Regions from separate parts of the Mus musculus genome. Here regions 1, 2, 3, 4, 5 and 6 are each linked to region 7. Evidence: chromatin contacts called from public ChIA-PET, Micro-C and promoter capture Hi-C data. All regions are on one chromosome and are shown on one strand. Each heading gives the region's core, a stretch centred on a gene start, on an enhancer-like site or on the middle of the called end of the contact. The rest is flanking DNA. Distances are from core to core; before and after follow the strand shown.

The links. Promoter capture Hi-C pulls out the DNA fragments that hold promoters and counts their contacts. A called contact is a pair of places that touch in the nucleus more often than the background predicts. ChIA-PET counts read pairs in DNA pulled down with a chosen protein or histone mark.
Region 1: an RNA polymerase II ChIA-PET map of memory CD8 T cells shows a contact between it and region 7, with 5 read pairs. The contact joins the promoter of Hyou1 here to the promoter of Scn4b in region 7. A contact is called at or near these places in 1 of 39 promoter capture datasets (pre-B cells) and 1 of 115 datasets of contacts at active chromatin or transcription factors (memory CD8 T cells).
Region 2: a contact with region 7 is called in a promoter capture Hi-C map of pre-B cells, with 4 times the contacts expected there. The contact joins the promoter of Ccdc84 here to the promoter of Scn4b in region 7. A contact is called at or near these places in 2 of 39 promoter capture datasets (hippocampal neurons and pre-B cells).
Region 3: a contact with region 7 is called in a Micro-C map of embryonic stem cells, with 4 times the contacts expected there. The contact joins the promoter of Upk2 here to the promoter of Scn4b in region 7. A contact is called at or near these places in 5 of 39 promoter capture datasets (embryonic stem cells, liver, pre-B cells and 1 more), 2 of 15 datasets of contacts at CTCF or cohesin (embryonic stem cells and stem cell-derived epiblast-like cells), 9 of 484 Hi-C or Micro-C datasets (the HL-1 cell line, the N1E-115 cell line, cerebellum and 4 more) and 1 of 115 datasets of contacts at active chromatin or transcription factors (stem cell-derived neural progenitor cells).
Region 4: a contact with region 7 is called in an RNA polymerase II ChIA-PET map of memory CD8 T cells, with 8 read pairs. The contact joins the promoter of Cbl here to the promoter of Scn4b in region 7.
Region 5: a promoter capture Hi-C map of pre-B cells shows a contact between it and region 7, with 3 times the contacts expected there. The contact joins the promoter of Slc37a4 here to the promoter of Scn4b in region 7. A contact is called at or near these places in 2 of 39 promoter capture datasets (hippocampal neurons and pre-B cells).
Region 6: an RNA polymerase II ChIA-PET map of memory CD8 T cells shows a contact between it and region 7, with 12 read pairs. The contact joins the promoter of H2ax here to the promoter of Scn4b in region 7. A contact is called at or near these places in 1 of 39 promoter capture datasets (pre-B cells) and 1 of 115 datasets of contacts at active chromatin or transcription factors (memory CD8 T cells).

Annotation. Positions count from the first base shown.
Region 1 is chr9:44,378,221-44,380,920 of GRCm38.p6, reverse strand. Hyou1 (hypoxia up-regulated 1) reads right to left here and starts at 1,431. Exons shown (of 26, transcript NM_021395.4): 1 at 1,326-1,431; 2 at 311-408; 3 at 12-105. The coding sequence starts at 401.
Region 2 is chr9:44,416,692-44,419,391 of GRCm38.p6, reverse strand. Ccdc84 (coiled-coil domain containing 84) reads left to right here and starts at 1,323. Exons shown (of 11, transcript NM_201372.4): 1 at 1,323-1,523; 2 at 1,596-1,759; 3 at 2,183-2,281. The coding sequence starts at 1,404.
Region 3 is chr9:44,453,376-44,456,075 of GRCm38.p6, reverse strand. Upk2 (uroplakin 2) reads left to right here and starts at 1,309. Exons shown (of 5, transcript NM_009476.2): 1 at 1,309-1,445; 2 at 1,883-2,014; 3 at 2,143-2,281; 4 at 2,523-2,593. The coding sequence starts at 1,370.
Region 4 is chr9:44,232,651-44,235,350 of GRCm38.p6, reverse strand. It overlaps Cbl (Casitas B-lineage lymphoma), which reads left to right and starts at 1,305. Exons shown (of 16, transcript NM_007619.2): 1 at 1,305-1,651. The coding sequence starts at 1,463.
Region 5 is chr9:44,396,982-44,399,681 of GRCm38.p6, reverse strand. It overlaps Slc37a4 (solute carrier family 37 (glucose-6-phosphate transporter), member 4), which reads right to left and starts at 1,328. Exons shown (of 8, transcript NM_008063.3): 1 at 1,061-1,328; 2 at 201-433. The coding sequence starts at 1,208.
Region 6 is chr9:44,333,362-44,336,061 of GRCm38.p6, reverse strand. H2ax (H2A.X variant histone) reads right to left here and starts at 1,347. Exons shown (of 1, transcript NM_010436.2): 1 at 1-1,347. The coding sequence starts at 1,300. The coding sequence ends at 869. It overlaps Dpagt1 (dolichyl-phosphate (UDP-N-acetylglucosamine) acetylglucosaminephosphotransferase 1 (GlcNAc-1-P transferase)), which reads right to left. Exons shown (of 9, transcript NM_007875.3): 9 at 2,167-2,700.
Region 7 is chr9:45,137,313-45,140,012 of GRCm38.p6, reverse strand. It overlaps Scn4b (sodium channel, type IV, beta), which reads right to left and starts at 1,389. Exons shown (of 5, transcript NM_001013390.3): 1 at 911-1,389. The coding sequence starts at 971.

The DNA.
Region 1 (2,700 bases), core at 182-2,681, 760 kb after region 7:
TCTACTCTTACTTGTTCAATACAATCTCCATGGGCACTCCAGGCTTGACAATGGCCACCTTCATGGATTCACTGCCCAGGTCTACAGACATCACAGCCAATGTGTCTGAAGGGAAGACAGAATGTAGGTTTCTCTGTCAGTTCTCTGCTTCCCACACCCTCCTGCCTTCCTAAGGCAAATCAATGGAAGCAGCCTGCTTTCCATGGCAAAGACAAAGAAAAAGGCTAGATCCAGCAACCCCAAACTCGAGTAGGCACCTTGTGCCCTCTTATCCTTCCATTCTTCTTTAACACCTTAGCCAGGTACATACCGCTCAGTGCCAACAGGTCTGCCAAGAGGACAGCCACCAAGGCCCAACAGAGTAGCCTCCTTGGCCTCTGCCTTCTTACTGTGGCTGCCATTGTGACCCTAATGGGAAAGGAAAAACACTTGTAACTGGATGCTGAATGAAGAAGGAAACAGAACCACATCCCAGAACAGACAAGCTCAAAGATTCTTATCTGTTGCACTTTGGCAAAAAAGCACAGCAGCTCGACCTCTTCTCTTCCTTCCTGAGGAGTTTCAATCATTTTAAACATCCTCCCAAGTGTCTCACATTCGGGCCGAAGCAAAAGGGCCCTCCACCACTTACTTAGACAAATAAGAGTTGACCTTTTTTCGGTCTACGTACAGGTAAGCAATCGGCACACCACAGCACTGTACCTGTCAGACACCTGGAGCTTGGCCAGGACCCTCGAAATCGGCTCAAATACCTCACACCTGGGGTTCCCGGGTGGCCGGGAAAGCCAGGTTGAGCTTGGGCAGGAACTGGAAGGTGATGACGTTGGGGATGGCTGGCACAGAAGGGTTTGTCCCCTTCTCTGAATTCCCTGAGCATTGTCCAGCCCACCCTCCTTGCCCATCCCACTCCTGGGCCACGCTGCCTACGCAGACGTTGTGCAGGCTAAGGTTACAAGCCGGGTGGATGTTCACCTAAACCTCACCTGACGAAGGTGGAAGATCCCACTCCCAGAAATGGATTCAGGCCCACCCTGAGCGCGAGGGGGCAGCTCAGCGCCTGAACTTCAGGACCGAAGGGACCGGTGTCCGTGCGGCCCTCGCTCCGGCTACCGGCCCGCCCCCGAAGCTAGCACGCTGCCTCCCCTAGGAGCCGCGGCCCGACGGCTGCTCCATCCTCACCCCCGCTCCCTCTGGCCTTCAGCTCCTGTGTCCTTCGCTCCGGGATCAAGGCGGCGAGGACGTACCCACACGGCCAGCAGCACGACCCCAACCCCGGGCCCTTCACAACTCCCCTTCGTTTGCAAACTGTTACAGTGGCCACCAACCTCTCAGCGGCGTCTCGCGCACCAGCCGGCCCCGGACGCGGCGCACGCTCATTGGCGCCCCTGCCGCTCGGCCCTGCGCCGCGCACTTAGCACCGCCCACGAGACCCGGCGCGAGACCCCATTGGTCCACGTAGAAGACCCGCCCCTCTGCGGCCCCGCCCCTCGAGGACGCAGCTGGGCCTGAGTACCGGTTGGGACGAAACTGCCAGAGCTGGCTGCGGATTGGGCCACGTCACGGTTCGCGGCCGGGTTACTCCTCGCGGGACTTCTGCCAGCATCGGTGCCGGACGCTTCGATGCGGAACCCTAGCGGAACCCCGCGTGGGAGCAGGTGCTCTCGTGGATTGCGAAGTCCTTGGCCTTCTTCCGGTTACCTGGGGCATCCGCGCGACGGAATCATACTGAGCTGCATTCGCTGCGGCGACGCGGAAGAGGCGCATGCGTGTGCCCTGGACTTGGGCAAGATAACAGGGGACCACTCCAACTTTATGGGTTCATTGAAAAACCTAAGCCACAAGAATGATGTTCGCTGATGGGCCGGAGATAAACCGTGTTTGTGACGGATTGGCTTTAACTCTGAACCCCAATAGTACGAGAGACGATATTGCAAACTAAAAAATAAGACTTTAATTGGCTTGACCTTTGGTACCGTCATTGTTTCTTCTTAGGAATGGTTCAGGGCTGGGAAAATAGCTCAGAGATACAGCTCTTGTCTGGCGTAGTTAAGGCTCTGGATTCCATCAACAACACCGTTCAAAAATTAAGAAAAGAAATGAGTATTCGGGCTGGTGAAATGGCTCAGTGGGTAAGAGCACTGACTGCTCTTCCAAAGGTACGGAGTTCAATTCCCAGCAATCACATGGTGGGTGGCTCACAACCACCCATAATGAGATATGATGCCCTCCCTCTTCTAGTGTGTCTAAAGACAGTGTACTTACATATAATAATAAATAAATCTTTTTTTAAAAAATGAGTATTCATGTGATGTAAAGATTAGGAACGGACTGGTGGTGGTGGCCTTAATCTTAGCACTTGGGAGGCAGAGGCAAGCAGATCTCTACCTGCTTGAGGCCATCCTGGTCTACGGAGCAAGTTCCACAACAAACAACCAAGGCTACCCAGAGAAACTCTGTCTCAAAAACGAAACCAACCAAACACACACACTGCTACCCAGAGAAAAGATTTATAAATAAAAGTAAGTCCCCTGACACAACCTCCCACTCTTATCTGTAGCATGATATGTAACTTCCTGCTCATTATGATACACATATCTCTTTCTAGAAAAGTAACATTTTTCGAACAATAACAAAAAAAGCAATTATTTGCTATTTTTCAACTAAGAATTTTCTGTGTCAGTGGGATTTCCCTCGTTACTA
Region 2 (2,700 bases), core at 74-2,573, 720 kb after region 7:
CAAGAGATGCATTGGGAAAGATACAAGAAAAAGATCGTCTCTACCCAGGCAAAAAGCAGCAAGGAACCACATACGAGGCAAGCATAATATAGAATGGGATTGGCGGGGCACTTTCCAGGGTAGTTTTTGATTGGTGGGATTTTATGGTCTGATCTTGGGCAAACTCCTGGATTGGTGGAATTTTGTGACCTGCTCTAGGAGCAAGCTCAGTGATTGGTGGAATTCTGTGGCATGTTTTTAGGGTAAACTCAGTGATTGGTGGAATTCTATAGTCTGATTTTTTTGGGACAAACTCAGGGATTGGTAGGATTTTGAAGCCTAATACAGGATTTTTTTTTCCTTCCTGCCGGGTGGGGCTTGACTACCTGTATATGCAGGCGCTGGAAACCTGGCCACTCAAGGAACTTAATTGTAAAGATGCTGGGTTTTGTTTCACACAAGCCAAGTTCAGGTGGGAAATGAGCATTTGGTAGAGGAGACTGGCAGGAAAATACTATCAAGTAAGCTTAATTGCAGAGACCTTGGGAGCAGACTGCTTTGAGCAACTTTGGAACAAATGGGGAAAAACATATTGGGTCTGACCTGGGCGGCGTATGACATTATTCTTGTAATGGCGATAGAGCATGATTCACTGTAACCATTCAAGTTTTCAGAATTAGATTTCCCAGCCAATGCTCGGAGAAATGACTTACAGAGAATATTCTTGTGCAGAACACCTTTGAAAATTAAGAATATCACAGTCTGCCGGGCAGTGGTGGCACACGCCTTTAACCCCAGCACTTGGGAGGCAGAGCCAGGCGGATTTCTGATTTCGAGGCCAGACTGGTCTACAAAGTGAGCTCCAGGACCCTTCCTCGAAAAACCAAAAAAAAAAAAAGAATATCACAGTGACTTAGACCCCTGCAGGTCTCAGGGAAGCTGGAGGGGCTGCTTAATACACCTCTCTAGCTTTCCTCAGAGGTCCTCATTTCTTCAGGAGTAGATTTTTTTTTTCCCATGTGTAAAATGCCAATAATCTCACACCACAAAGCATCGACGTGAGGATTCGGTGAGGTCATTAGCACAAAGCACGGGGTCACAGTGTGCGCCCTGAAATTACCAGTTCTGCGTTGTTACGCTAAACTGGGTCTTTGTCAACGCCTGAAAGTGTGCGATCTGAGGTCCTAACTGGCGTGCATTCTTTCTCGTTCTTTCACAAGCTGCCGGGTTTTCTGCGGGTGCGTGGGAGGTGGGGGCCCGGAGTGAATATTCCGCGCAGCCGCAGAACGGATTGCAATAGCGCCTACTGCCTCTAGGGGAACCGGGAGCTCCTAGGTCGCCCCGCCCCGTCCGGCCCGGAAGGGTCAGGGGTCAGTGGGTGGTGACGAGCCGCCGCTGTGTGGGTGTTCCCGGGTCCTGGGTCTATGGCGCCACCGCAGCGATGTCCTCTGTGTCGGCAAACTTTCTTCTGTGGTCGCGGTCACGTCTACAGCCACAAGCACCAGCGGCAGTTGAAGGGGGCTCTGGAGCGGCTTCTACCGCAGGTGCGGACCCGGGGCTGGGGAGGCCAGGAATGTGGGCTGGTTTCAGGGTCCTAGCTGGCTTCTGTCCTGCAGGTGGAGGCCGCCCGCCGGGCCGTCCGCGCCGCCCAGGTGGAGCGCTATGTCCCCGAGCACGATCGGTGCTGTTGGTGCCCGTGCTGTGGCTGCGAAGTGCGAAAACACCTGAGCCATGGCAACCTGACAGTGCTACACGGGGGTCTGCTGGAACATCTGGCCAGGTGACAACTGGAAAACACCCACCTCCCCCGTACAGACAGAGAGTTGTACACACGTGTGGCATGGGAAGTTGAAATTGGGGAGAAGGAAGGTCGACTTTGTGACTTAGTTGGGTTATGGACTGAACTACCTGGCCAACCGTGGAGTTTAGTGGATCTTAGCCCTTCCACGGTCCCAGTGGTGTGGGTGATCTTTCTAGAAAAGCCAGGTTGCTCTCCTCTCACCACCACCACACACTTTATTGGAAGAAAGGAGTCCCAAGATAGAGGTCTTGAAGAGGTTGGTATAAACAATCCTCTTCTCTCTGCCAAGCCCACAGAAGCAACCCAATGGCCAATCTGCATTACTTACCTAGTGCTCTGACATTCGGTACAGTTTTACTCTCTTAATGACTAGCTACGATTACTCTTTCTCTCCATTCTCAGCCCAGAGCACAAGAAAGCCACCAACAAATTCTGGTGGGAGAACAAGGCCAATGCCCAGATGAAAGAGAAGTTTCTGATCTCCCCCCAGGATTATGCACGGTGAGTTACGTGTTCGTGAGTTATCCAGGTCTTTGTCAGGCACAAGAGCTTCTTTTTTTTTTTTTTAAAGTGGTTTTTTTTATGCCATTCTTTTTTTTTTTTTTTTTTTTTTTTAGATTTATTTATTTATTTATTTATTATATGTAAGTACACTGTAGCTGTCTTCAGACACTCCAGAAGAGGGAGTCAGATCTCGTTACGGATGGTTGTGAGCCAACATGTGGTTGCTGGGATTTGAACTCCGGACCTTCGGAAGAGCAGTCGGGTGAGCCATCTCACCAGCCCCACGAGAGCTTCTTTAAATTGGGGAGTTCTGAGGGAGTGTGATGGTCCACATATGTAACCCCAGGACTAGGGAAGCAAAGAATGGATCCTTGAGCAGCCAAAGCCAGTTGAGGCTACAGACAGAACCTTATCTC
Region 3 (2,700 bases), core at 60-2,559, 680 kb after region 7:
TCTGGGGTTGGGGAAAATGGGTGGTTCCTGGAGCAGACCCTGACGGTCTGAGCTCAGGTCCTATCGAGTTCACCTAGCTGAGACACCCACACCCCTGCAGCCACTTTGCAGTGACAACCTGAGTCTCAGGTTCTGCATCTATAAAAAGCAGTGCCTTTCAGGAGGGCATGCAGAGCCCCCTGGCCAGCGTCTAGAGGAGAGGTGACTGAGTGGGGCCACGTCACTCGTCCATGGCTGGAGAACCTCCATCAGTTCTCCCAGTTAGCCTGGGGCAGGAGAGAACCAGAGGAGCTGTGGCTGCTGATGGTGTTTCTTCCCCAACTGTTGTCCCAGGCATCGAACCCCAGAGCGACCTGCACACAGTCCACCGCTGAGCCACACCCCAGCCCTCCACCTCCTCTGCTCCTGGTTACAGGATTGTTTTTGTCTTGAAGGGTTTTGTTGTTGCTACTTTTTGCTTTGTTTTTGTTTTTGCTTTTTTTTTTTTTTTTTTTTAACATAAGGTTTCTCTTTGTAGCCCTAGCTGTCCTGGAACTCACTCTGTAGACCAGGCTGGCCTCAAACTCAGAAATCCACCTTCCTCCCAAGTGCTGGGATTAAAGGCATTCGCCACCATCGCCCAGCCCCTGGTCTTGTTTCCTAAGGTTTTCCTGCTTTACTCGCTACCCGTTGCACAACCGCTTGCTGTCCAAGTCTGTTTGTATCTACTCCACTGCCCACTAGCCTTGCTGGACTGGACCTGCGTTTACCTGGAAGCCTTCACTAACTTCCCTTGTCTCCACCTTCTGGAGAAATCTGAAGGCTCACACTGATACCCTCCGCTTCTCCCAGAGTCGCAGTTTCTTAGGCCTCAGTTAAATACTAGAATTGGATCTCAGGCTCTGCTATCCCCACCCTACCTAACCAACCCCCTCCTCTCCCATCCTTACTAGCCAAAGCCCTTTCAACCCTTGGGGCTTTTCCTACACCTACACACCAGGGCAATTTTAGAACTCATGGCTCTCCTAGGAAAACGCCTACCTCCTTGGAGACAGCACCCTCTACAGTCCAGGAGGCAGACACTCAGACAGAGGAACTCTGTCCTTCAGTCGCGGGAGTTCCAGAAAGAGCCATACTCCCCTGCAGCTAACTAAGCTGCCAGGACCCAGCCAGAGCATCCCCCTTTAGGCCCGAGGGCCAGCTCCCCAGCCTGAAAAACCTGTCTGGGGCCCCTCCCTGAGGCTACAGTGCCCAAGGGGCAAGTTGGACTGGATTCCCAGCAGCCCCTCCCACTCCGAGACAAAATCAGCTATCCTGGGGCAGGGCCTCATTGGCCCCAGGAAACCCCAGCCTGTCAGCACCTGTTCCAGGATCCAGTTCCCAGCGCAGTATGGCATCCACACTGCCTGTCCAGACCTTGCCCCTGATCCTGATTCTGCTGGCTGTCCTGGCTCCGGGGACTGCAGGTCTCTATTGCTGGTGGGAGCGAGGAGGGTTTCAGAGCGCTAGACAGGGAGCATTGTCTCCCCAGGGCTCTCAAGGACAGAATGTTGGTCTAGCTGGTTGGGGTTGAGAGTTACTAGTGGTAGGGATCAGGTGACAAATTCCTGGGCTTCTTCCAGATCCAGGAGTCAAGAAATTTGGGTAAGTGTCCAAGGTTTGTGTGAGTTGGGCGAGACTGGGGACTGACTGGGTGCCATGGTCTAGTCTGGGTGCCATGGTCTAGTCTGGCTCCCAAACAGCGCGGCGTACCCACCATCTGCAGCTCAAGCCTGCCATCTGGTGGTCAGATCCACACGCTCCTCTTCTGTCTCTGCACCCTTAGCAATGACCACCCACCCACCCCGCCAGCTCTGAGTTAAGAGGGGGCTAACTCCTGAGTTCCCTCTCGGCTCCCTAACAGACTTCAACATCTCAAGCCTCTCTGGTCTGCTGTCTCCGGCGCTAACAGAAAGCCTGTTAATTGCCTTGCCCCCATGTCACCTCACGGGAGGTAATGCCACATTGATGGTCCGGAGAGCCAACGACAGCAAAGGTAGACCTCCCTTGTACCCATTTATTCTACTCGTCGTAACCCCTCTTAACGATACCCAAGAGCTGCCCGTTCTACAAGAGTGGACTGCTAGAAATCTGATCTTGCCTTTCACTCCTATTTCCCCTCAGTGGTTAAGTCAGACTTTGTGGTGCCTCCATGTCGCGGGCGCAGGGAGCTTGTGAGCGTGGTGGACAGTGGGTCTGGCTACACCGTCACAAGGCTCAGCGCATATCAGGTGACAAACCTAACACCAGGAACCAAATACTAGTAGGTACCGATGGACACCTGTGGAGGTGGGATGCAAAAAAGGGAAGTGGAGGTCCCGTGAGGGTGGGGAAGTGCCAGGAAGCATGAGTTAGAGAGGGCACAGCTAAAGGGTAGGAAATGTGAACCTGGACCCCAGGAGGGCCCAGATGGGACACATAGCTAGAAGGTGGAGGCTGGAACCCCTCCTCCCGAGTGCCAGATACGTACAATCTCTGCTTTCTCTCAACTCCTGCCTCTAAAGCATATCCTACCGAGTACAGAAGGGGACATCCACCGAGTCCAGTCCAGAGACTCCCATGTCCACGCTTCCTCGTAAGTAAAATGCCCGTCTCTCACACTTCCCTAAGCTCCGACTTTTTTCTCCTAGAGCAAGTTAGATAAACTGTTTTCTGAGCGCTCAGTCGCTCTCTCTCCCCCGC
Region 4 (2,700 bases), core at 56-2,555, 900 kb after region 7:
TACAGAGTGAGTTCCAGGTCAGCCAGGACTACACAGAGAAACCCTGTCTCGAAAAAAAAAAAAAAAAATGACTGATTTGCAACCCAAAGTTGTGGGACTGAATAATTCTGGTGTTCAGAGACTGTTTTCTTTCTTCAAGTACTGGACAAGTTCAACAACCTACCAGCCAAAGGCTTGGTGGCAGAACTGAGTACTTAATGTCACCAAATGGTTTTGGAGCTAAAAAAATATTAGCAAACCAAGGTTGGGTACTTTCTTCTTCTTTGGAAAAGAAGTTCCTATTTTCAAAGTACTTCTAGTGAAGTCTGAAGATTAGGGAAGTGAAGGTGTCCGGGAGCTGAATTTCTGTTCCCTCCATGCAAGTGGCTCACAGCCTCTGTGGGCGGGGCCTCGTGCCGCCAGCGCATTCCGCTGAGCAATAGAATATCTTTAAAGTACATATTCAGTTCCCAGAAAAGGAATTGCTCTTCAGAAAGAAAAAGATCAAAAGGAAGTTACTTGTTTTAAAAAGGTTAAAAAGTCTGGAAGAAGCGCGTGAGACGCGAGTGTCCTTAACCTTAAACCTTTATGTGACTTAGTCTGCAAAAAGCTGCAGCAACTGAATTCCCAACCTTTGAGGGTTATAAATACCAAGGCGATTTTTAATCCCTGCGCTCGGGAGGTAGAGGCATGTGAATCTCTGTGAGTTCAGAGCCACCCTGGTCTACACAGCGAGTTCCAAGGCAGCCAGGGCTACATGGTGAAACAAGATGGTGGAATAGGGATATAGCTCAAGGTGGGGTACTTGTCTAGGATGTGTGAGGTCGTAGGTTCAATTCCAATCACCACAAAAATAAAAACACTAAGGGGAAGAAAACGAACTTTGGCTTTCTTTTTCCATCTTTCCACAAGATGAGGCAGATAACTCGAAGCTCAATATCCACATTTAGAAGACTCCTTCCATCCCTACCCGTCTTAATCCGAGCACAGCCATGACTCAACTCCCGGAGGCAACAAGCCCAGGCCACAACGAACATGGACGGCCAGGCTTCTCTTCTGCCTAGTGCGCAGGTTCTACCTTGGACCCCACCTCTTTCCTTCCATTCCTCTCTTCTCCAGCAGAGGGCGCAGGCACTGAGTTTTCTTTGGGCTCCGCCCCGCCCGTCCCAGTGGGTCAGGGCGGGAGCAGTGGGCGCGGAAACTTGGTCGAGGCTTTCCGGGAGCCGCGGGGCACGCGGGTGCACGCGAGCTCGTGCGCGCGTTGGGGGTCGCCGCGGCGTGCCGTGCTTGCCCGTCTCCGGCGCGCGCCCCCGCGTTGCGCCGGCCGCGCTCGCGCCCGCGCAGGGGCGCGCCTCAGGGCGGGCGCCTCCCTCTCACTCCCTGGGCTGCGAGCGCCGGCGGTGGTTGCCGGAGAGGCCCCTCCTTCTCGCCCGGCTCCATTCCCTCGCTCGCGGCCGAGCGGGCTCCCGACCCTCCGCTGGCCATGGCCGGCAACGTGAAGAAGAGCTCGGGCGCCGGCGGCGGCGGCTCTGGGGGCTCGGGAGCGGGCGGCCTGATCGGGCTCATGAAGGACGCCTTCCAGCCGCACCACCACCACCACCACCTCAGCCCGCACCCTCCCTGCACGGTGGACAAGAAGATGGTGGAGAAGTGCTGGAAGCTCATGGACAAGGTGAGCGGCCTGCGGGCGCGCGCGGCGCCGGGTGGGCGTGGGCGGTGGGGCGCCAGGGAGGGCTGCCGTTGGCAGTTGGGAACGTTGAGGTGTGGGGGAGCCAGACAAAGATGGGGTGGGGGCTGGGGGAGGGCTGGTCACCGCGCCACCCGGGCGGAAGTGCGATGGGGGTGCGGAGCTTGGGGATGTGGGTCGTCGAGTGAGCCCCGGGAGGTGGGCCTGGGGTGCTGGGGGTGGGATGTGTGTTGGATCTGCCGGCTACGGCTCCGGGTTTGGAAGAGGAGTCGCCCTGGGTGAGGGACTTGGGTTCAGGAGGCGGCCCGGCTGACTGCGGTCAGGGTGAGCTTATAGTTTTTTCTCATTAAGATGTAGCACACAGATCAAAGAAAAAGAGGTGGGTTTAAATGGGGGCAGGGAAGGAAGGAACTTCCCTTCTCCGCTAAGGATGGCTTAAGTTTTTGTCTTGCAAAGTGTTGGATGTAATCCATCGCTGCTGCTGAGATAGGCACTGGTTAAACCACAAGTTCTGGTTAGAACCATTATCTTTCGAAAGGTGGACTGACTGAGCGTGCTGAATTAATAGTCTGACTTCTACAGAACTTCCTGCTTGCTCTCGGTGCTTTTCGCTGGGCTGTAGTGTTTGATTTTTGTAACGGGCCTACCTGCTTATTATTTAAGACCCCTTTGATAGCCATTATAAAATCAGGTGCGGGGGTGGGGTTGCCTATGGTTAGCCCTTTAAGTCTGTCAATCAGGAGAATCTTACTTCCTTACAGTTGAGCCTGTATAATGTAGTCTTGTAGTTGGCCCCAGTACTTAAACGTGAATACACAATCTTGTCTTAACATTTTGTTGGAAGTCAGTGCTCTGTTTCCTTAACTCTTACCACAGTTATTATTTTTTTCAACATTCCTACTGCAGATAAATGTGATTAGGAGGCCCCGGCATGTAAGTGAATGGTGTTATTTCCTCCGGAGTAAATTTGGTTTTCTTTGGTTCCTCTCTGGGCCTAGGTTCCTCTTCTGTAAAGTTCTCTATGGGTTGTTTTG
Region 5 (2,700 bases), core at 79-2,578, 740 kb after region 7:
CTACTTGGCGGAGCCCAGTCCCTCGTCTGCCACCCGATCCCACCACCCTCAGGCTCCTAAAATATCCCAACAGCAGCAGGAGCTGGCAGGGAACTCCTAAGGAACCTGCTATGGGTTAGGGGTGGAAGGGTTGTGTAAGAAGAGGTGCTCCCAAGTGCCCACTGGGTGCCCTCCCCCTCAGGCTCATCAGATGCACTCACCTTCCTCAGGATCTTCCCACAGGGGGGCCAGCCCAGCCCCTGTGCCAGACCATTAAGAAACCAAAGAGCAGCAAAGGCTGACACTGTGGAGCTCCATGAGAAGACTACGTTGACCAGACCAACCAGGAGCAGCCCAGAGGAGAAGAGCCAGCGGGCGCTCATCTGATCTGACAGAACCCCGCTCACAAACTTGCTGATGGCGTAGGCTGCCGACTGGCTGCTTGTGATGAGCCCTGCAGCGAAGGGGAGCAGGGAGCAGGACACCTGAGGGGTTAGGGACAGGGCAGAGGCACAGGAGGGGCGGAGGAAGGTAAGGGGTCAGGTGTGTACAGGTGCCTGGCAGGGTGAGACAGGTTCCTTCCCGGATTTGACACTCTCCTGCCTGCTGAGCCGTGCATCACAGGCCCAGGCTGACTTGGACCTTCTCAGCCTCTTGGATTTCTTTCTTTCTTTACCCCTGGAATATGCAGTTCCCACCTCACTCTGAATGCTCGCCAAAAGCCCAAACACGTCTGAATGCGAAGGACTCTAGAGTCAAAGATCTTATTCCCCCTGGCAGGTAGCACGCAGGACACATCAAATCATGGTGCTACTCTCCCAGTGTTCACCGTGACCTGCAGGTGCAGCATGCACGAACAGGTGTGAAAACCTTGCTACCCGCTCCCAGTAGCACCTCCTGGGCACGTGTGGGTGCCAGGCATATACACCGGCTAAGCACTGGTTTCACATGTACACCCACACCCAGGCACATGGAGCTCAGCCTCTCCACCTGATACAAGCTTGAAACCCCCCATGCTTGGACAAACCATACTCCAAATGGTGTATCCCACAGCCCACCACCCTGCCCTTCCATGGCTTACCCAAATCGTCCTTGTCCAGAGCGATCTCATCCACCAAGGAGGGCATGACAAAGGAGAAGGTTTTGCGGTTGAAATAGTACAGGCTGTAGCCTCCAAACATGGCCGCAAATATGACAGTGCGATAGTAGCCGTAGCCTTGGGCTGCCATGGTAGAAAAAGCTGGCCCTGCTGGCCCACTCCAGTACTTCTGACCACAGATTCTTGACTGCTCCTGCTTGCAGCTAGCTCTCTTTAGTGCCTGGATCTGCTGAGCTGTGTTTTTCTGTGCGCTTTCTCTCTCCTCCACCCAGGCTCTTTATAGCCGCCTTCTGGACAATCATTAAGCCTGGGGCAGCAACCAGGGAACCCAGTGTCCTGAGAGAGACAAGAAAACAGGTTACTGAGAGCCAAACCGGGGGAGGAGAGGGTCCCCAGGACTGCTTGCCCTTCCCTCCTTTCCCAAGTCTTCTTGCCTGTGAAGCCAGCTGTGATTAAAGGCTCAGCCTAATTACTTTTGTCTGCACAAGCCCAGGGGAGGCTCGGGTAGGATGAGCAGAGCAAGCTCTCAGTATAGCCCTACTCCCTTGGTCAATGAACTTTCTCATTCTCTCAGGTTCCTTTGCGGTGCCAGGCTGCCGGACATTGTGAAAGGCACTAGATCGGTTCCTACCCCCCAGGTTCATTCAATCAACCACATACCTTAAAAACAACCCCACACCCACTGCTGAGCCTTCACCAAATGCTTAGCACACAATGGAGTACAGTTTCCTAATAGGTATCCCCTTCATTGGGGGATATATTTCTTGAACTCCTCATGGTGGTAGGGAACAGCGCATACACTTTCCTTATACACACAGTGATAAAAGGTAGATACATAAATTAGACCTAGTAAGTAAATAGTAAAACACAATGAGGCACCATAGTAAAAGTTTCTTAAAGCCTATCGTTTATTTCTGGAATTTCCCATTCTCCTTTTTCCACTAAGGCTGGCCTCTGTCACTGAAATGTGCAAGGAACAACAGTAGGTAAGGAGCGAGATAACTGCAGTAGTTGCAAAATTAAACGGGGGGACAAGCCCCTCAGTTCACCCTGCAATGACACGCAGAAGGCGCGCCTAGGGCTTAGGTCTGGATGAGACCCCCTTGGAACTGCCTCTGGATCCCTATTACCCTGCGACATCAGTAGGGGGTCCGTACTGCGGGGCTGTGGGTCCCCGAAGCACGCCACCGCAGCTTTCTGCTCCGCTGCACAGCCGCTGGAGCACAAGGCGTAGGCGAGAGAAGCCGCACGTAGCCTCGGGAGGCCCCTCGCTCTGGCAGCCTAGGCTCTGCCAGTCAGGATGGGCAGGCGGCGCCGCTTGCCACCTGCCGAGCACCCCGTGTCCTCAAGCCACCCGGGACACCCGACTCCTGGCTGGGAACTGCGGGTCCTGGGGACAGGAGCAAGAGAGCTGCGGAGACTGTGCGCTGCAGCCACGAGGGCACCGCATCTGCAAGAGCGCTGTCCCTGGGCCGTGGAACTGTCGCCATCCCGGAAGGGCAGTCACCCGGACAGCCTCCGGCGTAGTCGGAAGTCAGGGGAGCCCCAAGGTCCCAGACTTGCCCTCTAGTCCCGCCCTCACTGACGCCCCTCCTTCGCATGCCACCCCTACCTGGACGGAG
Region 6 (2,700 bases), core at 98-2,597, 800 kb after region 7:
AACCAAACGATCCTTTAATAAAATTAGCCCATTAAATCTCCCCACTTAAGGTTCTAAACTTGTAATAGCTGCAAAAGTTCCAGTTCAGAAGCCAGAGGCTCAGTCCAGACAGGGATTCACCGGCTTGTGCTGGTATCTAGGTGTTTGGGTTGTAGTTGAGTCGCTGGGGAAGAGGGGATGGATGGCTAGGCCCGGCTGCCAGTCGCCTGCGGCAGGTATAGAACTCTTGTCCACAGGCCGGTAAGCGTCTCTCTGACCCTTGCCGGGAGGTATTCCTAGAGAAACTGGGTTCACATTACAACCATTTTTGGCCCCGCCACACCACACTGGCCTACGAATGGCGACAGGGTCAACTGGTATGAGGCCAGCAACGGTGACACCGAAGGAAACAATGTGATCCATTTCTCCTCCTCTAAGCCCGGCAATCAAGTCACTTTTCAAAGGTCCAGGCGAGGGCTAAGCACCAAGCTGAAGCAAAGACGCCGGGGCTGTAGCTGCGGAGGGACTAACCTTCAAGCCCACCGCGGCCGGACGTCTGAGCGAGGGGCCGAGACTCCGGGAAGGCGCCGCAGCCTCTCCGCACGGAGCCGTCGTCCACAACCGAGAACGGCGAAGCGATGTCACGAGCTCCGGGATGGGCAGGTGCCGCGGCGCCCGCGTCCTCCGTGGCAGAACCGGAGGCCGTGCGGGGTAAGGGGAAGAGTGGCGCGAGGGCGGGGAGGGGAGAGGAGGGAAAGAGAAAGGATGGGGACGCGGCAAGCCGCCGCAGCCCGAAGTGGCTCAGCTCTTTCTGTGAGGGAGGTGGTGGCCCTTAAAAGGGCCTTTGTGGAGGTGTGGGGAGGGCTGGGCGGCCTCGGCGCGGGCCCCCTCAGTACTCCTGAGAGGCCTGCGAGGCCTTCTTGCCGACCGCCGGCGCCTTGGGCCCCACGGTGGCGCTGCTCTTCTTGGGCAGCAGCACGGCCTGGATGTTGGGCAGGACGCCGCCCTGCGCGATGGTCACGCCGCCCAGCAGCTTGTTGAGCTCCTCGTCGTTGCGGATGGCCAGCTGCAGGTGGCGCGGGATGATGCGCGTCTTCTTGTTGTCGCGGGCCGCGTTGCCCGCCAGCTCCAGGATCTCGGCAGTGAGGTACTCGAGCACCGCTGCCAGGTACACCGGCGCGCCTGCGCCCACGCGCTCGGCGTAGTGGCCTTTCCGCAGCAGCCGGTGTACGCGGCCTACAGGGAACTGAAGGCCGGCGCGTGAAGAGCGCGACTTGGCCTTGGCGCGGGCCTTGCCGCCGGTCTTGCCGCGTCCGGACATAGTGTACGAGGTAGAAGAGCTGCGAACAACGCTGAGAGACCACGAACTACCAACCGCCGCAGTCAACGGTCGCCTGGCCGGCCAAGCCCGGCCTTATAAACTCCCTGGACACGCCCCCGCTTCCTCCTGATTGGTTCCTTTTTTAATACCCACCTCTGGTTGGTTGCAATTAACCCTTCGGTGACGCGCCTTAGCTGAGAGAACGCGCCCAGTGATTGGTCCAATTTGAAAACCTTTTACCCGGGGAAGAAGACAAGGCGGAGTGGCCGCAAGCCGGAGGCTGCTCACCCCTGGAAATGGCCAATCCGTGTAGAGCGCGCGAAATTTAAACGCTACGGCGCGACAACAAAACCTGAAGACTAGAAGGGTGGAGCTTGGAGCTACCTCTACAGTTTCTGGGAAATTTGAGTCGGTCTTTGGTCTTAAAGGAAAAGGGTCTACACTATAAGCAGCGTTCTCCTTCCAGGTTAGAGCACTTCCCACTCCCTCCTCTAATCTGGTAGACGGAGGGTTTATTTGTTCATTATTATTTTTAGGTTTGTTTGTTTGTTTTTCGAGACAGGGTTTCTCTGTGTAGCCCTGGCTGTCCTGGAACTCACTCTGTAGACCAGGCTGGCCTTGAATTCAGAGATCCGCCTGCCTCTGCCTCCCAAGCCTGAGGATTAAAGGCGTGCGCCACCACCATCTGGCTTTTGTTTGTTTGAGACAGGGTTTCTCTGAGTAGCCCTGCCTGTCCTGGAACTCAGAGATCAGCCTGCCTCTGCCTCCCTAGTGCAGATTAAAGGGAGGGAGGGTTTAAAAGAAACGAAATGAAACCTCCTAGGAGTTTAATCCTATGCCAGAAAATGGAGCACTGTGATCTTTTATGCTATCACAAGTTTGTGCTGCGATATTTATTCAACATGTTCTGTCTGGTCTTAGTTTGTGACAGGCCTTTTTTGCAAGAAAGGGTCTGATGGAACAGAGATCGGTATCCTATTGGGAAAGGTACCCGGTCTAACCCTTCCAATCTATCCTAAAATGCCTATATAAAAAATAAATATACCAGACTTGGCATATAGTTCAGTGGTAGAGCAGTTAAGTATAAGGAAGCCCCGGTGTTCACTCCTGAAGCACCACGAAGGTTAAAAAGGACAGAGGGAGGGGATGCTACACTAGAGGAACAAGTAAAAGGCAGTCCTTTATTGTCACCGTTCTGAGCACATGGCCCTGCCTCTACGCTTCCCAATCACAACACTTCATTTGATAGTCAAATGTGAGGTCACCTTGGAGTATGTAGCCCTAACTCTAGCCCTAGCCCAGGTTCTCTCTCAAGGCTCAGGTGAATTCCTTTAGAGTTAGCGCTCTGAAAGCTGAGCTACGAATATTTGCATAATAGAGGCTACAAGCCCACCTGGTGA
Region 7 (2,700 bases), core at 140-2,639:
TGATCCAGTGGGGGGTGGGTGGGTGGGTTATGCTGTCAAAAACCAAACTTGACTTTATATAAACAGGAAGAGGCACAGGTGCCAGAGACGGAGTCAGCTTACATTGGAAGTCAGGCTGTGTAGAAGATTAGATTCTGGTCTGGACTAATAAATACCATTGCTTAATCTCTTGGAGTTTGACACTCAAAACCATCATGTGAATATTAATAGATAGCCATAAGAGTCTATACCCTCTGTGTCCTCTGGGCCTGACTCCTCTCTCTTCCCAGCCTTCCCCAAAATGAAAAGCCAGTAGCAAGCCAAACAGGTCTTTCCCCAAAGAAACCCTTTAAAGGAAGAGGGACAAGGACCTTCTGAAAAGGTGGCCTTTGAGTGGTCCTCTGGGTTCTTCTAAGTCCTTCCAGCATTTGAAAGAGTGGCAATGGACACCAGAAAGGAAGAAGTGGGGAGAACCTGGCGAAGAGTCGGGAGGGAGACCCTCGTCCCCCATTGGAGCATTTCCTGCTGCCAGGGAAGCAAGCAAGTCAATAGTACTAGGCAAGAGCGGCAGACACCGCTACACCTGCAAACTCCCTGGAGCCCCCACACTCAAGGCAGTAGACACCCCAGCCCCCACCCCACCAGCATGCCTTAACTCCGGTCTCAGGAGGATTTCCCTGCTGCAGCTCCAACACCTAGCTCCAAAAGGCATCAAAGAAAGCAAGAAACTCACTGCCCGGGTGGCAGGGGTTGGGGAAAATGCACAAGGTTCCCAGGGAACATAGTCTTAAAGCTAAGGGTCCGGAGGAAGACCGGCATCCCAATCATTTGGTGCCACCTTGTCTAAGGCACTTCTCTTCACCTCCTTCAGGATGGGGTGGGGTTAAGAAAGAGGCGAGAGAGAGAAATGACAAAGCTGGGGCTATCTTACCCAAAAGCCCAGTGCCCAGCCATCTCGCCTGAGTATTGCCTCGGTTCCCAGCCCGGGACATGGTCCTGTTCTCTCTGGAGCGCTCCGGGGGCTTGGGATGGAATAGTGGGGACAGCCGGGCTCTCCACCCGAGGTCGTCTGTGGGCCCCGCAGCTGCCAGGGGAGCTCCGAGCCGCGGGTCGGGGCTCCGGAAAGTTAGCCGCGAGAGAGCGAGACGAGGGGGAGACCAAGGAGGGGGAGGCGCGCCCGCCGCCTCTTGGAGCCGGCTGCAGGAGCCGGGGCTGGAAGGGGGAGGAGGAGCCGGAGCTGAAGGGAGGACGCCGGGGCGAGCGGCACTGCGATGCGCCTCTGCTCTGGAAGCGCTCCAGCCGCAGGAGGGGCGGCGTCCCCGTCGGTTTCGCACAGTGCCCGTTGCGCCGTGTATCACGGCCGTAGGGTCCAGCCTGGGCAGCCCTCTTCCTCTCCAGCGGGACGGGAATGCTGCGGCTTGGCACTGCAGGGCCAGCCCGCAGACGCCCGCATCATCCCAAGCGCCGAGCTGCCAATTAGGAGAAGAGTTCACGGGGGAGTAGAGGTGGAGCTTTTAGGTTTGTTGGAAGGCTGTTTTTGTTCCGCTCAGAGAACACGAGTAAGGGCAGCGGCTGCCTCTCCGGGGACCGCCGGGAGGACATCCGCAGCGGGCGCTGCCGCAGCCGGTGGGCGTGTGCCGGCTTGCCCGCTGCGGACGACCGGTACAGCCCTGAACCAACACGCGTCGCCTCCAGCCGCGCCGCTCATTCGCTCTGCGGATGGCTTTTAGGCTGTGGCAAACCTAGTTTCCCCTGCAAAGTCTCCTGCACGCCGCCCACCAACCCATTTCTGCACAGACTCTTTGCTTCTTAGAGGGTTGGCAGGCAGTCACTTGGAGACAGCGTGCTTTGCCCCCAGCGCGGGGAGGCGGGGGTGGGGAGGCAACCGTAAACACCAAGAAGGTCCCCCCTCAAGACCTCTAGTCAACTACTCAAGCTACCCTCCAGGACAAATCCTCCTCACTGTCCGGAGACCAGTTAAACCTTGGAAATACACCCTCCACCTCGCCACACCCTCCACCCATCTTCCAACCCGGAGTTCCTGAAAGGCTTCAGCGCCATAAGAGACCATTGAGGTTGTATACAGAATGTTAACTGTCTGCGGGGAGAACCTTGTTTTCTTTTGCTTCGTTGGTTGTCATGGTAGTTGAACAGCTCTGATGCCCTGTGTTTGCTGCTGGAGAACTCTGAACAAAGCACACAACTTTTCTGGAGAATTCTGCTGTCTGCTGGATGGTGACCCCATGATATTTACCTCCTGATGCAAAATAGCATCATCCTCAATGCTAGGCAACAGGGAGGGCAGCCCTGGGCTCCTAGTTTTAGGGGACCTCATGCTAGCCCATGAGTCCAGGGAACACACCTCCTCTGAGTTCTAAAGGGTTCTGGGGATCCAAGAATCTAGTGTTTCCCCTAGGGGTTGCTGAGTTGGACTCCTCTTGGATAAGTTTGATAAGCAGGTGGGTGGTTCCTGAGTGGAACCCCAGTCGCTGCAGGACCAGTCACAAAAGCAAGATGACTGGGGAAGAGTCTGAAAAGAAATCCCATCTTCTAGGCCACCATGGAAAAGCAGTCAGAGGCCGAGGATGGGAGATAAACTTTACTTAATGATCCTGAGTTGCTGTTCCTGCTGTCATTGCTGTAGTGGTGGTGGTTTTGAGACAGGAGTTCTCTGTGTAGCCCTGTAGGCCAAACTGTCCTGGAACTCAGAGATCGCCCTGC